Linked DNA regions of Oryctolagus cuniculus: all the other regions are linked to region 2. A link is a contact called in public Micro-C data. All regions are on one chromosome and are shown on one strand. The core of a region is the stretch at or near the end of the contact, and the rest is flanking DNA. Distances in the headings are between cores, read along the strand shown.

Region 1 (3,526 bases), core at 939-3,438, 150 kb after region 2:
GGCCCAGGAAGGCAGTGGAGGATGGCCCAAGTGCTTGGGCCCCTGCACCCACATGGGAGACCAGGAGGAAGCACCTGGCTCCTGGCTTCAGGTCGACGTAGCTCTGGCCATGGCAGCCATTTGGGGAATGAACCAACAGAAGGAAGACCTTTCTCTCTGTCTCTCTCTCTCACTGTAACTCTGTCAAATAAATAAAAATCTTTTACAAAAAAAAAAAAAAAAATTGAAAGTCAGTTACTTAGAAAAGGAGAGGCAGAGAGTCAGTCTGTCTTCCATCCGCTGGTTCACTCCCCACTTGACCACAATGGCCAGAGCTGTGCCAATCCAAAGCCAGGAGCTTCTTCCAGGTCTCCCACACTCGTGCAGGGACTTAAGTACTTGGGCCATCTTCTGCTGCTTTCCCAGGCCATAGCAAAGAGCTAGATTGGAAGTGCAGCAGCCAGGACACGAACCGGTGCTCATATGGGATGTCGGCACTGCAGGTGGCAGCTTTACCTGATCCACCACAGCACCAGCCCCAGAGCTTTTGTTCTCATAGTTACCAACCATTATCTGCCATTATGATTCTGCCTTGGTTTTTCCTGATGCCTTTTTGTCCACGTATCTGGCTGCTCTTTTCCAGTTTCTTTTCTAGCTCTTTCTCCCTCTGTTCATCTCGTAAATGACAGGCTCTCAACAACCCGTCCCAGGGTCTTTCTACTAAACTTCCAATGTGCCATCTTGCCTCTCTCACTGTTCCAGCAAGGATCTATGAAGGACTCCCCAGATTTGGACTTCTGATTCTGTGTGCCTTAGATACATCCAGGAAGCCATGTTCAGCAGATCACTGAATGGGGAGGTCTGGAACTCAGGACAAAGATCCAGGCTTGGGGGGCCCTGCAGGTAGAGATTGTGCTGCAACAGGGGAGAGTGGGTGAGACTGCACACTAGAAGGGTTTCATCCAGGGATTTCTAAAGAGGCGTGGCCTCACATTGTGTAGGAGCCCACACCTCTCTCAGGGCAGAACCAGAAAGTGAAAGTGCACTTTCCTTAGTGGCATTCTTTTGCTGCTCACTCCACAAGGTGAGTTTGGTTTAACAGAGCAATAAACACCCAAGGTACCTGCCTGGGAGTTTCACTGCAGTTACCAAAAGCTGATTAGCATTTCAGGAGTGGCATTAAGGCACCTGGAATTGCTAGGTCCTGTCTTCCACCTGGAGTCCTTGCAAACACCACCTACCTCTGTCTCCCCAAGTGTGAATACCTCTGCCAATGTCCAGCACAAAGCAATTCGCTACTCACTACCCGAAACACCTGTCCTAAAGCCTGAACATAAAGCCTGAACATTCAGTCTGGGGAAAGTCAAGCTCCTCTCAACCTTTCCATCGTTTGCAAGCACAAATGAGACCTCGCAGAGGAGGCACCACCTTGCCTGGATTTTGGACAGCGTTGTGTACCACAGTATTGTATCCTCACCCTTCACTCCCCACCTGGCAAACCCCTGGACTGGAGAGCATACTAAGGAAGGGGCTGTATCTTATTTCTCAATCTCCAATTCCAGGACAAAGGCAGGCACCTAGCCAACTCAAAGGTTAGAGGAAATAAATGAAAAGGACAGTTTCTTTCCCCAGCTTTGAACCTTAAAAAAAAAAAAAAAAAAAGTGCACCCTAAGCGAGTCACTTCACCACGCTGGTTCTCAATGTCCCTACCTGGGTTTCCTAGTGCACCTCAAACCCTGAACCAATAGTGTTTCTGAAGGTTGGTTACCTCCACCGATTTAAAAAGGAAAACAGCAAGGGGAAAACAAGTCCTCAGTTTTTCCTTGCCCCCAAGGGGCGGGCAGGCGCCGCTGGGCATCCACTCACCCTCCCCAAGCCAGGAGTTCATGTAGCTCAGGATGTGGGTAGGGTCCAGAATCCTCTTGACATAGTCGCTGAAGGCTTGCAGGTTCCTCCGCTCCTCGGCGGTCATGCTGGCCTCGTTGCCCGGTGAGATCCACCCCACCCGGCTGCTGCCCGACTCCCTTTAAAGCTGGGCTGGAGGAGGCGGGCACGCCAAGCGGGGAGGGGAGGGATTTTCCAAGAAATCAACCGCGGCTGAGAGGCGGAGCTGCCTGGGAACTTACAACTGGAGGAAAAATCGAAACTGCAACTCGCTGCAGCCGCAGGAGGGCGGGGCCGGCCCTGGCCGAGCGCTTCCCCCAGTTCTGCAAGTTTCTCTTTCCTGTTCACCCGAGGTGGGGGGTGGGGAACCGAGGAGGACAACCCTCCCCCACCTCCAAGCCCCGGGAAGCTTTTACAGCGGTAAAGTATAAAGAGAGCAAAATGCGCACAATTGAAGGGTGCGATTCGCTAAGTTCTGAAAAATGCATACAGGTTTAACCACCTTCCCCAGATCAGTTGGGCCCCACGGTGAGGGTATCATTCACCTTTTTGGAAGCTGTCACCTGTTGTCCAAAATGGCCACGCCAGTTTCCATTCGCACCCTTAGCAGATGCGGGCTCCAGTGCATGGATAGCCAGCAGATGCACACATAGGTCAGTCTTTTTTTTTTTTTCTTTTTAATTTATTCATTTGGCTTCCATCTTGGTCTGTATGAAATGATACATTATTGTGGCCTTAATTTTGATTTCTCATATAATTAATGATGTTGGACACATCTGTATGTGCTTTCTGACCTTTCATATAACCCTGCATTTGAAACTTCTGCCTAATTTTGGAATGTTTTAAAATAGACTTACACAGCGCCCTGCATTGTGACATAGGAGGGTAAGAGCCCCTGCCTGTGACCCTGGCGTCCCAGACACCCATTCCAGTCCTGGCTGCTCCACTTCGGACCCAGCTCTCCGCTAATGTGCTAGAAAGCAGTGAAGGATGGCCCAAGTGCTTGGGCCCCTGCACCTACGTGGGAGACCAGGAGGAAGCTTCTGGCTCCTGGCTTTGGTCTAACCCTGCCCTGATGGTTGCAGCAATTTGGGGAGTGAACCAATGGGTAGAAGATACCCCCCCTCAGTAACGCTGACTTTCAAATAAATAAATATTTAAGATACATAGCCTTACAAGAGTGATTATTCTATATACAAAATTGTCAAATATAGGTATTCAAAATATTTTCCCAGTCTGTCATCTAGCCTTTTGTTTACACACACACACACACACACACACACACAATTTTATTTGAGAGGCAGAGAGATAAAGAAAACTTCTATCCCCTGGTCCATTCCCCAAATGCCTGAGCGCTGATTCCAGCTCTCCTATGTGGGTAGTAGGGACCTAACTACTTGAGCCTACTTCCAGGGTTCATTTTAGCCAGGGCTCTAACTCAGGCCCTCGGATATGGGATAGAGGCATCCAAAGCAGCATCTTAATCATCACCCCAAACACACCTACCCCTTTCCACTTTATTTATGGTGTCTTTTGATGAGTGCTTTTTACCAGTTTTCTCCTCTATTCATTTCTTTTTGTGTTCCCTTTAATAAATCTATGCCCACCCCAAGGTCATTAACATACTGTTTTCTTTTACTTTTTCTCTTTTACTTTTAAGTC
Region 2 (3,407 bases), core at 98-2,597:
ATAGGGCTCCCAAGGGGACAGTTATTTTGGGGGCTTGTGTTAAACCTCTAAAATATGGTAGAAACTCAAGGAAACTTTGCTTGATTAATGTAAATGGAAGGACATGAGTGGGAAGAAAGCATCCTCCCATATTGGAAATACTGTGAATCCACCCCTTCAAGATTAAATATGACAATTTGTATTTCACAGGGTAGGTGTTCAGCCAGTGGTTAAGATCCATTTGGGACATCCACATCCCACATCAGAGTGCCTCGGTTTGAGTCCTGAACGCATTCTTCCTTCCAGCTTCAGGCAAACATCCACCTGGGAGGCAGCAAATGACGGCTCTAGGACTTAGGTCCCTGGCAGCCACGTGGGAGAGCCAGACTGAGTTCCTGGTTCCCAGCTGCCCCCTGGCTGTTGTGGGCATTTGGGGTGTGAACTAGTGGATGGCAGATTTCTGTCTAATTAATAAATAAATTTTAAAAATATATTACTTTCTATTTCAGAATTAAATATAAGTAGAGGTTACCCATACCCTGTAGTGCAGCACGAGGGGCAAAGCAAAGCTTGCAGGATGGCTAGAAGAGTTGAATGGGATGACACAGAAAGATCCAATCACAGGGCTCTGGTAGGGCAGCCTCCCAGTTGTAAACGGTAACAGTTTTAGTATTAGCTATTAATTATTAACGTCACAAGCTGTTTATCCAGATAGAAAACGACGACAACTCAAGGTGGAAACCTACGGTAACTTTCCAGATCATTTGGTGTGGGAAAGCTCTGCACCTTTCATCTAGAAAGATCTAATTCCTTCTGGAAACTACGTTTACCTGAGAGGGTACATTTACCAACGTCAAAAACAGGTCTCGGGACCGCCCACTCAGTGTCATTTCTCGGACTTCGGACAGGTGTACACACTAGAAAGTACATACGTTAAAAAACAAAAAAACCTTACACATGAAAATTGTGCATTCCTAAGCCTCAGACACGGGGAAGCTCAGTCCTGACAGCGCGATCCCCATGCCCACGTGTGCTTTTTGCTACTGGGAACTCAGCAAGGGCAGCTACACATGTACGGGGCCACCAGATAACGAAGCCTCTGCAGTTAACGGCCACACCGTCGGCTCACTTTCTAGTGCAACGAGAGCGACAATGGCCCTGGCTGTGGACCAAGAAGACGGAGGAGCCCCCGCCCTTCCTGCTAGGTCCACCGGGGAGGGGCGGGGCATGGGCGGGGCGGAGGCGGTCCGGCCCCGCCCCCTCCGGCCGCCGCGCCCGCTGGTTCCGGCCCTCGCCGCCCTATCCCGCTGCCCGCCCCGCCCCCGCTCGGCTCGGCGTCCGGCAGCCCCGGGGCAGCTGAGGAGGAGCGTGGAGGCGGTGGCTGGAACCGCGCAGCACACGGGAACGAGCCCCGCAGCCTGGTCCGCGCGCGCAAGTCGCGGGATCCCCACCGAGCTGTCTGCGGTGAGTGTAGGCTCGGCCCGACCGGGGTCCGCCGGGGGAGCGCCGGCCACCCAGGCCCCCCGGGGCGTCGGTGCGGGCTGGTTCCGCCGCGCCCGAGGCAGTAGCGGCCAGGGGGTGGGGGTGGGGGCGAGCCCAGAGGAGGCCCGGGGTGACCTCTTTGCGCTGTCCCCTGCCTGTGTCGCTCCGGGCACAGGGGTCGGGAAGTGGACGCGTCTCTGCCGGCCCCTCTTAGCTTGGCTGCGCGTGCCGCCCGCCGCGAGAGCCTAGACCCCAGACCCTGAGGCGGTGCGGGCCTCATTGGAGCGTCCTTGTCCAGGCCAGAATGACCTGAGAGGGAAACCCTCGCCGAAGCTGGGCGGGCAGACTGGGGACTCCACCCCGACGGGTAGAGGGAAGATGGGCCGAGGGGAGCGACCCCCGGTCCACCTGACCCGTTTGAGAGTGAAGCAGGAGATTGGGGTGCTTTTCGCGATTCATCCAGGACCTCACCAGGGACAGCGTGCAATAGAGAAGTTCCCAACCCGTTCTGAAACCAGTGCTCCTTGACACTCTGAAAACTTAGTATCCCAGGGAGCCTGTGTTCATGTGGCTTACTCCTAGAAGTACTTACAGTGTAGAAACAGAACTGAGAAGTTAGTACTATATTTCATAATGAACAAGTCTCTCTCATTTTCCTGAAAAGCAGTGTTTTTCTTCAAACAGAACGTTCTTGCGAAGTGTGGCATTGTTTTACGTTTTTGCAAACTTCCTGAAGGTCAGGCTTCATAGGAGAGGCCGGGTTGTCCTATCTGCTTCTGTGTTAAGTCTGTTGCAATATCCCTTATCATTTGTAGCTTCTAGATTGTTCCACGGTATTCTCCCGAAAACAGGAGCTTGAAAAAGGCTACTAGTCCCGATAAAGGGGATTTTCACCTTGCAGACACCCAGGCGTTCTCCCGGCATCACACTTTGAGAACCTCTGGTATAGGTAGAGAGCTTCAGAGGTTTAACTGGCTGGGCGTGTTTCTCTTTGGTGATCTGTCATCTGGGTGGGAACACACACCACCCATGCCATGGACAGTGCAAACCTCTGCTGTGTGGAACCAAGCTTAACCTCATCCTAGAAACCTGGCACTAGGTGTCCCGTAAGCCGTGACAAATCTCATTGTCCTCTTGAAAGCCTGACAGTGCTCGCTCACCCATGGCTTTGATGGTTTCTGTGCCTAGCAGGACCTGCCAAGTGTGTAGGGGTTGGTGTGAGAATTGCCAAGTAGTCAAAAAGGGATTTCCAGAATAGCAGGGAGGTATGCGTTCGCCTTCCTTTCCTCATTGCTGTTTGCAGTTGCGTAGCTGCTAGCCTTGAGCTTGTTGGAGTGTGATGCCCCATCGCGGTGCTCTTTCCCCTTTCAGAGGTGTGTCCCTGGGAGTGGTGCTCCTCCTGGTGTAGGGTAGAGGGATGTCCGCCATCAGCCTTTCTCCTTGGCGTCACACTGGGTCAGTGCAAGTTCCAGGTAGAAATTAACATGGCAAAGGAAGAAAATTCTGACTTCCTTCTGTTCCTCTCTCCAGCAGAGCCTCTCGAGCTCTGATGGAGCTCAGATGCTGCCACAGACACTTGAGAAATGTTACTGCCCATGAGCACCGGCTGTTGCATGGTCCACAGGTGGAGATAAGACTGGGCCCTGAACGCGGAGCACCCGCTGTGTTCTTTGCTTAAGACTCCACTACAATGGTGGAGTCTCTCATTCCTTTCTCTTTTCAGAGATATTTGTTGACTGCCTATCACATCACCCAGAAAGTGGTGAACGCAGGAGGAGCTGTAGTCATAGATTAGGTGACTCCTGGCTAATTGGGACAGTCCGCTGCCAGAGTGTTTGCATTAGACATGGCCCTGTGTGAAGGAAGATACTCCCTCCTGGAAGTGTGCTTCCGAAGCACGCGCTGAGCAAACCTGGGAAGGTGGTGATGAAAGGCAGTGTTTATTA
Region 3 (3,310 bases), core at 136-2,635, 170 kb after region 2:
CCGGCGGCCCAGGAAGCTGGGTCGGTGACGGCAGGATCCGCGAAGGCGGACCCGGCGACTTCTCCGCCTACCCTCAGGCGCGGGAGCCGGCGCCGGCGCTTCACCCTCCTCGCGAGACAGCGGAGACCCCGGCGGCTGCTTCGACCCCTGTGACGTAAAGCACTTTTCACCAATGACGGCTTGGGGGCGGGGCACAAGGCGAGACCCAGCCCCCGACTCCCGGCGCATCAAAACAAAACACCCGCCGTGTCGACGCATGCGCGGGGGGGACGGGCGCCCGCGCCGAGGGCGGGGCTTAGCGCGCACCGGCCCGAGACCGCCCTTCCCCCAACGCTCCAGACCCGACCCCGGAGTCGAAACTCAGCCTTCGCCTCGGTTCCCGTTACTATTCGTCCTAGCGGGTGACGGGGTTGGCAAGTTAACGTTCACTGCCGACTCACCCGGGACTCACGGTAACTAGCTTGGTCTCCAGCCTCTCCGAACTCTGTTGAGAAGTTACTAAAATTAGCTCCAGTGTACAGCCGTGGGAACTGTTCCATGGACTTCCCTCCGGTTGCACGGGGTTCGAATGAGACCCGAACAGTAGCCTACGAAGTCTTCAGGGGGAACCCCGAACGGGGCCCGAGTTCTCCCTCAGACCTACCGTTCTTCTCTCCGAGAAGTGCCTCCTGTCTCCTTCGCACGCCCGGAAATCGGGGTTCTGAAAACTGCTCAAATGGTGTCCAGCAAGAACCCCGGAGCCCGCGGCGGCCCGTTACCACATTCCACCAGTCAGGCCTCACCTTCGAGCGCCCAAACATTGGCGGGCTGCACTGGGCGCACTCGCGCCAAACCGCCGGCCCGGGCGCCCGGCAGGTCCCACCCGCCGCCGGCCCGGGCAGCGGCTCGCTCGGCCAGCACCTGTTGCCCGGCCGGTCCCTCGGCGCGGCGACGCGTGCCACGGAAATCGCCGCTTCCACCAGCGGGCTGCGGCGCGCCCCGGGGCGGACTGTCCAACGAGGGCTCAGTTAACAAGATTTCAACAACCGCCACCGCTGTGTAAAACGGTGGGGTATTCCCGCTCAGGTCGGAGACCTGTCTACACCGTGTGGACTAGGTGCGCGGGGAGAACGGTACTGCTTGGATCCTCAGATGCCTGTGAAACAGTTTTCAAATAAACTTTTACACGCACGCGACGGCACAGTACTTTGCATTAACACTGCACTGCATCTGAAAGGGAAATCGTCTATTTCTTGAAGGTGCAGGCCCAGCAATCGGGGTGACAAAGGGCAATTCCTAACGCACTTTCTCGCTTATTTCATCCCCTCCCCGAAAGGCGGGCTGGGCCCCCGATCGCCTAACTCCGCTCCCAACTCCGGGCGGAAGCGGCCGGCCGGCCTGCCGGGACACGCTCCGGGAAGCCAGGGGGCGGGCGCTCCTGCCCGGCTGCAAGATGGCCGCCGCCGCCCGGCAGCCGCCGCCCGGGAGGTCGCCCTAGGAGCCGCAGCCTTCGCCCGAGCCCGCGGGCCGCCGCCAGCCTGCTCACCATGACGCCTGTGAGTCGCCGCACGCTGGATCGGATTTACTCAGCGGTAGGTCGCGGGTCTGGCGCAGCTCCACGCCGTCGACTCCCCGGGCCCGCGGGCGGAGGGGCCCCTGGATCTTCAGCGCCCAGAAACTCCAAAGCCCATTTCTGCATTAAGCGTTTCACGCCCTCGCCCGGGCCCGCCTCTTCCGCCGCTGACGTGAAGGCTGCCGGGTAGGCTTGCCTCCGGAATCCCGTCTATTGGCCTGGGTCGCCGAATTCCCACCTTAGCAACCGCGCACGGAAACCCACACCGACGGGCGGGGACGTTCCACGCCCTGTGTTGTGGTTTGTGCTTTTGTTACCTTTCCGCGTTTGTTTTCTCGATAGCTGCTGCTGGCGATCGTTTTACTCTCCTGGGGATACGTCATCTATGCATCCACCGTGGCCGCGCGGCGACAGTTAAGGAAGCAATACCCGAAATTCTGGGATGAATGAAGACTTGTAATTCTACTGAATTTAGTTCTTTGCAAACACAGTTCTTTCCCTTATGCTTATCCGACACCTTTGTAGATTTACAAAATAAAATTCATACTGCAAAGTGCCCAGGTTCATTTTTGTATAGTCCTTTATAAGCACTGATACTTTAAAAATTGTCTTTTATATTTCGTATATATGACCAAATTCAAAGCAACTGCAATTTGACAGCCTTAGATCATAGCTGGGATGACAGACCTTTCACTCTGATTTCTAAAACACTGCCTTAAACATTTCTCAGAAAGCCCTCTTTCAAAACAGGTGTTCGGAATTTCTGTTCTATTTGCTTGTTGCAATATCTCACTCTGTTGTATACTCACACCAAATTAGGTAAGTACTCTGTTTAAGCAAAAGAATTGTGACTAAAAACTTTCTACAGCTTGTTTTCCAAGTCAAGAAGGGCCAACATCAGTAGGTGGGTCATTCATGTCATCTGTGTAGCAATGTGGTGGTATTTCTGTTAAATTACCTAGAGTCTTAAATTGTACAGTTGAGAAGAAATAGGACACTTCTCTGAAAGTCAGCTTTATTGAAGTTACTAGTCCAGAAAATGTATTCAGTAAATCTGGTGATGGAAGAACAAACTTGGGCTCATACACCTTTGAAATTTTTATTTAATCTTCAGTGGTGTTCATCAGGAAATTCTTTCATTGGTGGAATTACTTCTCCAGTCTCCAGAATTATATCACCCTAAGGAAAAAAAAAAAAAAAGCAGCATTTAGTAGACAAATCTGAAATCTGCAGCACTGGAAGTTCCATTCTGCTCTATGTCCAACATTGAATGGAAGAGCCAATTGATCTCTGGCATTCACTTTGAAAGTCTAAAGATGAGTAATCAGTATCCAAAACCTTCTGGTACAAGGGAAAAAATATGGGAAATTTCACTCAAAATATACAGAAAAAACATGAAAGTTATGTCCTCCAAGTGATAAAGGGATAATCTTTATTTTGCATGGCTCCAAGAAATAGAAGCCATAAAAAGAAGCTGAAAAGAAGCATGTTGTGTTCAACTCTTAAGAAGGCAGTCTATTCCTAGCAACTGAATACATAAATGGGTCACAAGTTTTCCATTTGAGTTAATAATGCAAACAGAACACAAACTTTGGGTAACTGGTCCTGGTGTCTTTCTCAAACCCACATAACAATGTGTGGTTGAAAGGGCATGTGCTTTAAATCAAGTAGTGAAACTTCTTGTAACCTCAACAGACACACTGTATACAACTGTATTTTTTTTAAACATTTACTTTTGAAAGTTACAGAGAGAGACAT

What was found. Hi-C and Micro-C count contacts between places; a contact is called where the count stands out from the background.
Region 1: a contact with region 2 is called in a Micro-C map of ear pinna, with 5 times the contacts expected there. The contact joins the promoter of RIGI here to the promoter of ACO1 in region 2. A contact is called at or near these places in 2 of 6 Hi-C or Micro-C datasets (ear pinna and an unstated tissue).
Region 3: a Micro-C map of ear pinna shows a contact between it and region 2, with 4 times the contacts expected there. The contact joins the promoter of SMIM27 here to the promoter of ACO1 in region 2.

What each region holds. Positions count from the first base shown.
Region 1 is chr1:195,901,591-195,905,116 of mOryCun1.1, forward strand. RIGI (RNA sensor RIG-I) reads right to left here and starts at 2,189. Exons shown (of 18, transcript XM_002708040.5): 1 at 1,847-2,189. The coding sequence starts at 1,952.
Region 2 is chr1:195,756,438-195,759,844 of mOryCun1.1, forward strand. It overlaps ACO1 (aconitase 1), which reads left to right and starts at 1,348. Exons shown (of 22, transcript NM_001082315.1): 1 at 1,348-1,443.
Region 3 is chr1:195,928,666-195,931,975 of mOryCun1.1, forward strand. It overlaps SMIM27 (small integral membrane protein 27), which reads left to right and starts at 1,386. Exons shown (of 2, transcript XM_051844809.2): 1 at 1,386-1,738; 2 at 1,895-2,108. The coding sequence starts at 1,527. The coding sequence ends at 1,970. It overlaps TOPORS (TOP1 binding arginine/serine rich protein, E3 ubiquitin ligase), which reads right to left and starts at 1,667. Exons shown (of 3, transcript XM_002707947.5): 1 at 1,526-1,667; 2 at 1-147. The coding sequence starts at 1,528. It overlaps NDUFB6 (NADH:ubiquinone oxidoreductase subunit B6), which reads right to left. Exons shown (of 4, transcript XM_002708038.5): 4 at 2,554-2,731. The coding sequence ends at 2,663.